2 separate regions of the Ctenopharyngodon idella genome follow, and region 2 is linked to region 1. Evidence: chromatin contacts called from public Hi-C data. All regions are on one chromosome and are shown on one strand. The core of a region is the stretch at or near the end of the contact, and the rest is flanking DNA. Distances in the headings are between cores, read along the strand shown.

Region 1 (5,389 bases), core at 1,271-3,770:
CTGGCTTGTAGTATAACTACCATTAATAAAGGGTAGATTCACTGTAAAGAGCGTCCTCAACAGTAATAAAAACAAGATTGAAGTAATATTAACAACATATTCAAAGGGTCTGTGCACACACAAGTCAAGTCCGGGACGCACTGACCAACATGGACATTTTAAATCATTGCACTTTAGTGTTCAGCTCTGACTGCGGTTGACCAACAGGTCAAAGAAGCCATGAGGGAAAACAGCGAAAGGAACACTGCAACAGTTGGGCAATAATCACAAAGCCTGATGGCCACATATAAGACTCAAATATCAGACAACAGAATTACACAAAACTAGAGCTGTTTATCCAAATTCAGAAAAATAACCATTCAAGACCTGTGGGAAAGACTTCTAGCACACAAAAGTCATTTCACATGCTAATATAAAGCAGCTTTTTATCAGTCTTTTTAATTTAACCCAGTAACACTGGTCAGTATCACAGAGTTAAAGGGTTAGTTCACCCAAAAATGAAAATTCTGTCATTAATTACTCACCCTCATATCGATCCACACCCGTAAGACCTTCATTCATCTTCAGAACACAAATTATTTTTGATGAAATCCCAGAGGTATCTGACTCGCCCATAGACAGCAATTTAACCACCACTTTTAAGGTCCAGAAAGGTACTAAAGACATCGTTAAAATAGTCCATGTGACTACAGTGGTTCAACCTTAATTTTATGAAGCGACGAGAATACTTTTTTGTGAAAAAACAAAACAAAAAATACAAATTTATTCAACAATTTCTCCTCTACCCTGTCAGCAGGGTTGCCAGGTTTTCACAACTAAACCCGCCCAATTGCTACTCAAAACTAGCGCAGTCGCGCTTCGGCGGGAGGGGGGGGGTCCCCCAGTAAAATCCGCGTTCTTTGCAGGCTTCCCCTGGTAAAATTTGCATTCCAGGGGCTAAATATCATGTTATTTGGAGTCGCTTAAAACACGCAGACGTGAAAAACAACCTTCTGCAACAGTGTTAAAGTAGCCCAATTCCACGTAAAAATCTCCCTGTCAGTCATACGCAGTTAACGCAGTGAATGCAGTTCAGCGCTTCCGTGTTTACATCCGAAAGCCGACTCATTATTGGCCAGCTCCTGCGTCGGAATCACACGCATGCGTCGTGGTGCTTATGTGAACAGCGTCGGCCAATACTGAGCCGGCGTTCGGATGTAAACACGCTGAACGAGAATGACACAGAAAAGAAGATCTTGTTGAATAAAGTAGTTATTTTTGTTTTTGTGCACAAACAGTATTCTCGTCGCTTCATAAAAATAAGGTTGAACCACTGCAGTCACGTCGACTTTTTTAACAGTGTCTTTAGTACCTTTCTTGACCTTGAAAGTGTCTGTTAAATTGCTGTCTATGGACGAGTCGTATACCTCTCAGATTTCATCAAAAATATCTTAATTTGTGTTCCGAAGATGAACGAAGGTCTTACGGGTGTGGAACGACATGAGGGTGAGTAATTAATGACAGAATTTTCATTTTTGAGTGAACTAACCCTTTAATATAACTGATGACAAATGACATTTGATGGTTCAACGATCTGACGTGTAAATTATCAGCCACACGTCTCCTGTTATTGCTCAACAGTTAGTAAAGAAAGACACTAGTATATTTATTCATCAGGAGGAAAAAATACTCCATTGGCTTAATGATTAACGTTCAACACGCAAATAAACATAGTAAACTCTAACAGGTCTCTAGCATTTCAAGGCAATCTACGACACCCATCCCCCAAGATCCTACAACTTCAGCATTCATTCACATGGCAGCAGAATTCATTCTTAATCTGCTACCGCATGCACAAGGATCCTAAAGATAAGAGACAATATCTTGACATCCTCGTCAGGTGTTGCATGCACATGCACAACAGGTAATGCATGCATTTATAGGGGCGATAAAGGCGTGCGGCGCCTTTCCCTCCGGTTTTTGACAGCCCCGGTGAAAGCCGCCGTGCAAATGATCACATATGCATGCGTTTCATAATCATACCTCACTTTCCACGACGTCGTGATACGCTGGCGGAGGATCAAACCCTCCGGTGCCCGTGCGCCCGCTGTTCTCGCCGTCTCCACTGAGGCCGGAGCCCGGGGAAGTGCCGCTTTCCATCGGCTCGTAGCCGTATCCGAGTCCCGGGCTTTCGTTGGTGAGCAGCGCGACAGCCTCGTTGATGTCGTTTTTGGCCAGGCGCAGGGCTTTCCGGATGGCCACCGGGTCTGGGAAACCCATGCATAACAGCGTGGTCATATGCTGCTCCTCCTCTGTCTCCATCATGGAAGTGTGTCGATGATCGGGGCTTCAGTAAGGGGGCACATAGCACAGGCATCCGGCTGTGCATGCCGCCATGTTTACAGTCGGTGGTGGTGCTGGTATCCTGTCACGATGGATTCCCGTCACAGGCAGAGGGCAGCGGGGCTGAGAGCGGGCCACGCCAGGCCTGTGAAGCTAGCGACTCCAATGGCTAGATAGGTGGGTGTAGACTGGGATACTTTTCAAAATAAAGGTCAAATAGAAACACGTTCATAATAATTATTTTTATAAATAATGTTTAATATTTATTGATGGGTAGGTTGATTACTTTGGACTTGGTACTGTATATATATTTTTTTTCTTCTTCTTTTTTTTTTAATAATACAAATGCAAATTAATAATTAAAGATGTTCATTCAACACCATAGAGTGTGAATGAAAATATTCCCCTGATCCTTAATACATGTGTAAAAACGAGTAAAATATGGTTCTGTGTATATTATATAATATGTATACTCAAATATATCTTTCTTTTAAAGAAGAAAGTGAATATATTTTAAAGTGGATTATGTATTGATCAGTAATTACGTTTATTTCTTGATGGGTAGGTTGATTACTAAATTATATATTGTTATGATAGTAATATATATATATATATATATATATATATATAGAAAAATAAGTAGGCATTCAAGCAAGTAACACTGAATAATACAAATGCATGAATTCCAAATACAAATCTTGAATTATCATTATTTTGAAATGCATATGACCGGAAATACATCTAATACCAGCTCATTGTTCTTTGCTTCACTCTTTTTAAATTGGCAGCGTTATCACGCAGCCCCACCCATATCTGTATATAAAACATGTGTTTTCTGTCCTATACTTTATTAATTATAACTCTTAATGACCCACATTTAGATTTCACATTTCGTATTCATGAATTGTATCTGATATGTACGACAAAAAGAATATTACATACAAGTGAAATAAGAGCAACTAATAATATGACCACTTTAAAAATATTTAATTTTTTCATAAATCCTCGTCACACTTTATAAATACATTGTCTTCTGTCCGTTTCGTTTTACTAGATTTAAAAAAAAAGAAAAAAAAAAAGTATTCGGTTTCATTTCACTGCATTAGAAAAAAAGACGGAAACGAGAAGTCACGTGAAACTGCTCTGGTCATGTGATCATGTGTACTGAAAATGGCAGCTACGGGGGAGGAGGCCGCAGCGATGGACAGCATCTGTAAAGCACCCGCTCCCCCGACCGACCTCAACCTCACAGTCCAGCCCGAGCCAGAGCCCGAGCCTAGGAAAGATGCGGCCACAAGCGATGCGACAGAGACCCCAAAAGTCAAAAGACCTAGTAATAACAGTGAGCTGCTTTTGTAAATAATGCAAGTTGTGTGCAAGTCACTGTATACTGCAAGTTCATCTGTAGAGAGTCTTAGCTTTACAGTGCTGCTGTTGAACATGTTGTGTTCGTCACTTATTTTTAAGCTAATGCAACCTGTTTCTTTTCAGGTTTCTTTATTTGACGTGATCTCTTCCCAAAGAGAAGAATGCGTTTTGTATACAGTGACTAAACTGTGTCCGCGTCTCTAAATCTACTAAGCTGCCTACCCAGACTGCAATTTGGGGCATCATAGACATTTAGAATCCACATTTAATGCCCAGAAGTTCTGGCAGGGTAGGCAGCTCTCTAGGTTTAGGGACACTAAAAGTGTTTGCTGTCTGTAACAGATGAGGGAGGTGTGGAGACAGCAGAGGAGGCCACTGAACCCGCTGAACCAGATATCAACGAGCTCTGCAGAGACATGTTTGACAAAATGGCAGTTTTCTTACAGGGAGAGCTCACTGGTAATGAGAATATAATTAATAATGAATCTCTTTGTAGACTTCCAGATGTTTGTGTGTAATTTTTTGTCCTGTTTCCTTAGCCACCTGTGAGGACTACAAACTCCTCGAGAACATGAACAAACTCACCAGTCTGAAGTACATGGAGATGAAGGACATATCCATCAACATCAGCCGCAATCTGCAAGATCTCAATCAGAAATGTGAGAAATGCGGCTCCGATATATAAAATCAACCAACATATGTGTTTATTCATGTTGTTAATATGACATTAAGTATTTTGCATTCACATTGTCCCATCACAGTGTTCTTTAGAGATAAAGTACACTTATGAATGAGCGTTTTATTAACATAGTGTTTATTTTGTGATTTGCTGATAAGTGAATATGCAACCATATTGATCATCTTAAAGTGTGTTCTCATTTTTGGCTTTAGATGCCGGTTTACAGCCTTATCTGGATCAGATTAACCAGATCGAGGAGCAGGTTACGGCTCTGGAGCAGGCTGCATATAAACTAGACACATATTCAAAGAAACTAGGTGAGTACAAATACTGCGGGGAAAACACTGCAAGTTTTACGTTATATTTTATTTACTTTTATGTAGACATGTTTAATTTTGATTAAAAATTATGAAGGACACCATTAGTCTTGTCTGGACTGTGACTTTATTTTGTATAAATGATTAACCCTAACCCCAACGTAGAGAAAATGAAGAGCCAGATGATCATCATGATGAAAGAGCGCTGCAGTGATGACGTATTTTTAGTGTCACCCTGGTTCCCTTGACAAAAACCCAATAGGATTTCCCATTGGCTTTTAGATTATTGCAGAAAATAAGCTCTGTGGGCAACAAAAGTTAATGATTCTTACATGTTTTGTTTAACATGATAATCTTCACAAATGGACTATATGCACAGTGTTCTTTAGAACTTCTGCAATAATATAAACCAGCTGGAAAACTTCCGGTGAAATGTCACTTGTTGGTATGTCAGTATCTTCACTGTCCTGAGGTAGCTTTAAAAGCATCAATAGTGTAATACTTAGTTTATAATTTATATGTAGTCACTTAAATAGTCAGGCCTAGCGTTCATTTAGTTATTCAAATGCAAGATGACATAAAAAATAAAGATGTACCTCCTCTGCAAAATTCAATTCAACCATCAGTTTTCGTGCTTTCATTTGAAAAAAAGCATCAACACACTGCATATTAAAGATTTATTGTGCACTTTAGTTAGATTCAT
Region 2 (5,389 bases), core at 1,153-3,652, 270 kb after region 1:
CGCATTTTATTTTTTCAACAAAAATGGTGCTTAACGGCACCAACAGTGGTTCTTTGGCTCGTAAAGAAACTTTAAAGGGGCTTAACAGGTTCTTTGTACGGCAGTGGTGCTATATAGCACCTTAACCACCCTAAAGAACCACTGAAGAACTGCTGAAGAACCGTACAGGGGCTTAACAGGTTCTATATACGGTAGCGGTGCTATATAGCACCTCAGTCATCCCAAAGAACCGGTGAAGAACTGCTGAAGAACCACTGAAGCACCAAGATTTGGTGCTATACAGCACTTAAAGTGGTTCCCCTGATTACAAGCCAAAGAACCACTTTTAGTGCTATATAACACCATTTTTTTTAGAGTGAACAGTTAGTAATGACCTCTTAATTCATATCTGAAATAAACTGTTTGCAGTTGTGTAAAGCCGGTGGACTTTACACTAGAGCAGTGGTTTTCAGTGTATCATTTTGGTGGTTTTGTATGTATCCTTAATTTTTACACACCTGATTTAAATCATCAACTCGTTAGGAGAGAGCTCCATGAACTGAAATGAGTGATAAGACAGACATAAAAACTGTGCAACGCAGTGGGTCCCCAGGACCAGGATTGAAAACCGCTGCACTAGATCCATCCATAAAAATCACTATGCAAGTTACTTGGGAGGTAAATTGGGAGGCAATGTTTTCCTTTAAATCACTTTAATTCTGCAGTATATTCTGGTGATTGATTTTGACTACATGATGCACATTTACTAATACATAAATAGGCTTATTTACTAAATTTGAGTGCAGTTATTTACTATTAACTATTAAAACATTACTGAAAGTATTATTATTACTATTATTATTATTATTAAAAAAAAAAAAAAAAACTGACTTTGATTTTGCGTGATTTTATAAATGTTTTCATAAATATATTTCTGTAATGACAACTCTCGGACATGAATTACCCGTAGCAGATCTATACAGGTGGAGCTGGGGAGGGTGGGGGGTTTCTGAAAGCACGCTGCAAACTGCGACAGTAAATGCTGACCAAGTATTTGAAGGTTGAGCAACGAGCTCATTGGCTGCTGATACAGCAGGAACCAATCAGCTGTGCTCTATAGAGAATGATATTGTGCCTTTAACTCAATCTGGTTGCAATCATGACATGATTGCAACCAGATTGAGTTAAAGGCACAATATGTAAATTTTCACCACTAGAGGTCGCTTATTCAAAACAAAGGTGATGACACCTTGATTTTGCGGAATCACAAGAGGTGTTGTCTTCACATCTACAGCCGATGGAAAAGAATCGGTATGGGACTTGGTCAAAAATCATGTTCATGGATGAGGTTATTAACATTACTGTATGAAGCAGAGCAGGGCCGAGCGTTGTGCGAGCAGAAACAAGGCCGCTAGAGCGATTGCTAATGTTGCAAAACTTTTATTATGCCACAGTCACCACTTCCGCTTCTTCTGGCCATGTGTATGCGGGGTAACGCAGCACTGTTTATCATATTAGATACATTTGTGAGTTGAAAGTTGTTATAGTGCTACTTTGTGTTCACTCGGCGGCTACTATGAGACACTTAGTACACTGCAGTAAGCTAGACCGATATTAGTCATGGTAAAACATGGTACTCGCAGTAAATCAAGGAAACAAGATTTAAACAATAAGACCGGAAATCGAGGGTAACACGGGTATGATGTCATTGACAGGCGACACACGGACACGGTCCGTGTCCTGTTTAAAATTGCTTATTTCTCTGGATTTAAACATTCTTGGAAACATTTGGGATAATGTAAGTACTCAAAATATATAACATTGTTCTAGTGTTTTTTGGATATTTTAATATTGTGCCTTTAGGGATCTTAATAACAGAACTTTGTATGACAACAAAATCTATCTCTTGATATATAAAAAATACACAGCTGTGAAACATTATATTAAAAGTTTTTTTTTTTTTTTTTTTACTTCTTTCTTTAATGAACCCTTGAATTTTGTCAGGACAGTGTCACATTTCCTTAAAATATATTTTTTCCTAGCTTTATTATTATTATTTACTTGGGGTGAATTCAGGTTGATTGGGACACTTTATGAGATGACTGGGGAAAAGTGTCCCAATCAACCTGAATTCACCCTATATGAAGAACTGTGTATGGTGATTTTATGGATAGTGAGTAAAATGTAATGTCAATATGTAGCCTAAAATAAAAAGAAACTCAAACGAAATGGTAGGCAACATACATTCTAGTTGTTATCATATTTGAATAATTATCGCCAAAGTGGAAATGATGCTATATTTAAAACTAATGTAGGGAAAGTTGTGAGATGTGTCATGCTCAGTAATCAGACTGAGGGGAATAGGCTACTTGTTTACGCCCCGACCGCCCCCTTTACCCCCCTCTTTAAAGCCTTATCAGCTGATCCGAGAGCTGCCTGTTTGTGTACAGTTACAGTTTCTCCTGAAGCTGAATTCAGATCAGCACTTAAAGGGGTTTAGTAAAGCTCTGTCTACCTCATGTGCTCAATCCCGCCTCCTGTAAGGCAGCCCGAGGACCTCACATAGTAAGATGGCTGAAAAACAGAAACACGAAGGCAGGGTAAAGATAGGACACTACATCCTCGGAGACACGCTGGGAGTCGGAACATTTGGAAAAGTGAAGAGTTAAGTCTATTCATTTACTATACGTGTTCTGTTGATGCATGGAATGGAAGTACGAACGTATGTTTTCGGGGTTGTTAGTGCTGAACTTGCCGGCGGGCGATGTGCGCAATTTACGTAGCATAAACTGCGTAGTAAAAACCTCCTCTAACGTCCTCCAGACACAGAAAGTGCGTATGCTGTTAGTGAATACGGCGCAGAGCTGGGAATTCTTTCAGCACCACAGTAGACGGTGCACTTGCAATCATGTTTGAGTAAATGTTTAGTATCACAACATTTGGGTAACTATCTGGCATTTCGGCATCATTTAGGGTTCACGTACTTACGTCTTCTCAATATTTGGTATTTTGCAAATTTTAATGCACTGTCATCCTCCCTGCAGCGATCATGCATTGAGCTGCGCTCTTTAACTTGTTATTTGCATACATTTCCAGCTCCCAAATTATTGAATTTTTAAAACGTTTGTCTCAAAAGTATATTCTGATGATTAATGTAAAAGTAGCGCTGGAACAAATGTCGTAGTTCGTATATTTTACCTGCAGCACTGCTTTGACCTTGCAGTCATTTTCTATTCTAAGCGCGTGTGGGAATGCCGCTCATTTTGGGAATGACCTTTCGCACGGGTATAGCCCTATGGTATAGCCTTGTGTTTGAGCTTTGCTCCGCATTATTGAAGCAAAACCTTATTCCACGGCGTGTGTTGCATTAAAAGAAATGCTCTTATTATTATTGTCTCTACTCTGTGCACATACAACCGTTATAAACTATGTTTATTGATTCCCTGTGCATTATAATTTCATCAAAAAACTTCCATCTAAACTGAGATGCCTACCTAGACAGCATTTTTGCCTAAACAAGCATTTTCCATTCATCTCAATGGCCTTTGCTCTGCTGGGTGTCCGACAAGATTCATCCTCCCTTTACCATAGAGTGTAACAGTACCCGCCCACTTTTCCAGGGGTTTCAGAAGTATTTTTCCCATCTATTTTCCCAAAGGGACCTTTAAAAAGTCTTGATTTAAGCCATGAACCCAAACCAACCAGCTACAGGGTGATTCACAACATAACAAACTTTGATTTGTAGCAAAAAAAAAAAAAAAAAAAAGTAGGCTATTTGAAAATCAGGCAAAAAGACAAAGGTACAAAACAGTGTACATAACAGCTTTAAAGTCACTATTAAATTTAAATGAACAATTCTTCTTCTTCTTCTTTTTTTTTTATTCATTTATTTTTTTATGGAGTATTAGAGTATTTGTAGCAACTCATGTAATAACTGCACATAATGTAGTAAGTATTACATTATTATTGTAATACAATGTTCATAATGTAATAATTTTCTCAAAACGTAATAAAATCTTGAGCTCATAATGTAATAACAATTTTTACATTATGAGAAATTTATTACATTATGAACTCACCAAAACATGTCATATTTACATAACTGTAATAGCTTTTAAAACATAAAAAATAGTATTCCCTTACAGTACATTTTATTTTATTACAATAATAATGTAATACTTATTACATTATTTGCAGTTTTAACATTACGTGCTGTTATTACATTATGAATTGCTAAATGATTTTTCCATGCTCATTATTATTAGTAGTATTTTTAATTCATGTTATTTTTAATTCAAATTCATGACCCACTGTGAATGACATAAATTACAGTCGTGCTCAAAAGTTTACATACCGCTTGCAGAATCTGCAAAATGGTGATTATTTTAACAAAATAATTGTGGAGCACTTCTAACTAGCAGTAGTGTAAAGTATTTGAGTAAATGTAATTAGTTACAGTACTTAAGTATCTTTTTGGCTACTTTGTAGGTTTACTAAGTATCAAAGCTATTAGCAACTTTTACTCTCTACTTGACTATTTTTGAATATATATTTGTCTTGAGTAATGCAATTACATTTTGCATGGCGCTAACTTTTTCTGCAGCAGTTTATTTCTGCTACAAAAGAAGCGATATTGCCATCTAAAGGGCATTGAAGGTACTATCTTGTGTGTTTTGCCCTTGTCAATAAGGCTATACTTTTACATGAATGCGAGTGCATTAGATGAGGACATGGCAGCAGCTTAAGTCAGCGCATTCAGTGCAAGCAAGCTTTGACTATTTAATTTTACTTAACATTATTTTATTTATCCATTATATTGAAGAGACCTTTTTCAATGATATTCGTTTACTTATGCCCTTTATGAGCGCTTGAGCTTAACTGAGACTTCAGTGTTTCTAGATGTTTAAGAGGCTGTTGTGTCAAACTTGATTTATTGAAATATTAAGGTATTCAGTTTTATTTTGATTTTAGAAAATAAACATGATTGCTTTCCTCTTAGGTGTTCAGGACTAGTGGATATTTGAGTCTACATTCAGTACGAGTAAAATACTGTTAAAATCAGATACGCTAAGACTTTTACTCAAGTTGTATTGGAATTGGTGACTTGTAACTTGTAATGGAGTCATTTTCGCTGTAAGGTATCTCTACTTTTACTTAAGTATGGTTTTTGGGTACTCTTTACACCTCTACTAACCAGTTAGCCTACTAGCTTTACCTCTACCTTAGCAGTGTCCAATCCTGCTCATGGAAGGCCAATGTCTGGCAAACTTTAGCTCCAACCTGCCCAAACACTTGTCTGGAAGTTTCCAGTAATCCTGAAGACCTTGATTGGCTGGTTCAAGTGTGTTTAATTAGGATCGATGCTAAACTCTGCAGGATATTTGCCCCCCAGGAGCAGGATTGGAAACCC

The links. A called contact is a pair of places that touch in the nucleus more often than the background predicts.
Region 2: a Hi-C map of muscle shows a contact between it and region 1, with 9 times the contacts expected there. The contact joins the promoter of prkaa2 here to the promoter of usp24 in region 1. A contact is called at or near these places in 2 of 2 Hi-C or Micro-C datasets (both in muscle).

Annotation. Positions count from the first base shown.
Region 1 is chr20:3,866,339-3,871,727 of HZGC01, forward strand. usp24 (ubiquitin specific peptidase 24) reads right to left here and starts at 2,521. Exons shown (of 68, transcript XM_051873930.1): 1 at 2,023-2,521. The coding sequence starts at 2,304. It overlaps bloc1s2 (biogenesis of lysosomal organelles complex-1, subunit 2), which reads left to right and starts at 3,417. Exons shown (of 5, transcript XM_051873935.1): 1 at 3,417-3,655; 2 at 4,033-4,149; 3 at 4,230-4,349; 4 at 4,582-4,686. The coding sequence starts at 3,493.
Region 2 is chr20:4,133,679-4,139,067 of HZGC01, forward strand. prkaa2 (protein kinase, AMP-activated, alpha 2 catalytic subunit) reads left to right here and starts at 2,403. Exons shown (of 9, transcript XM_051875842.1): 1 at 2,403-2,643. The coding sequence starts at 2,550.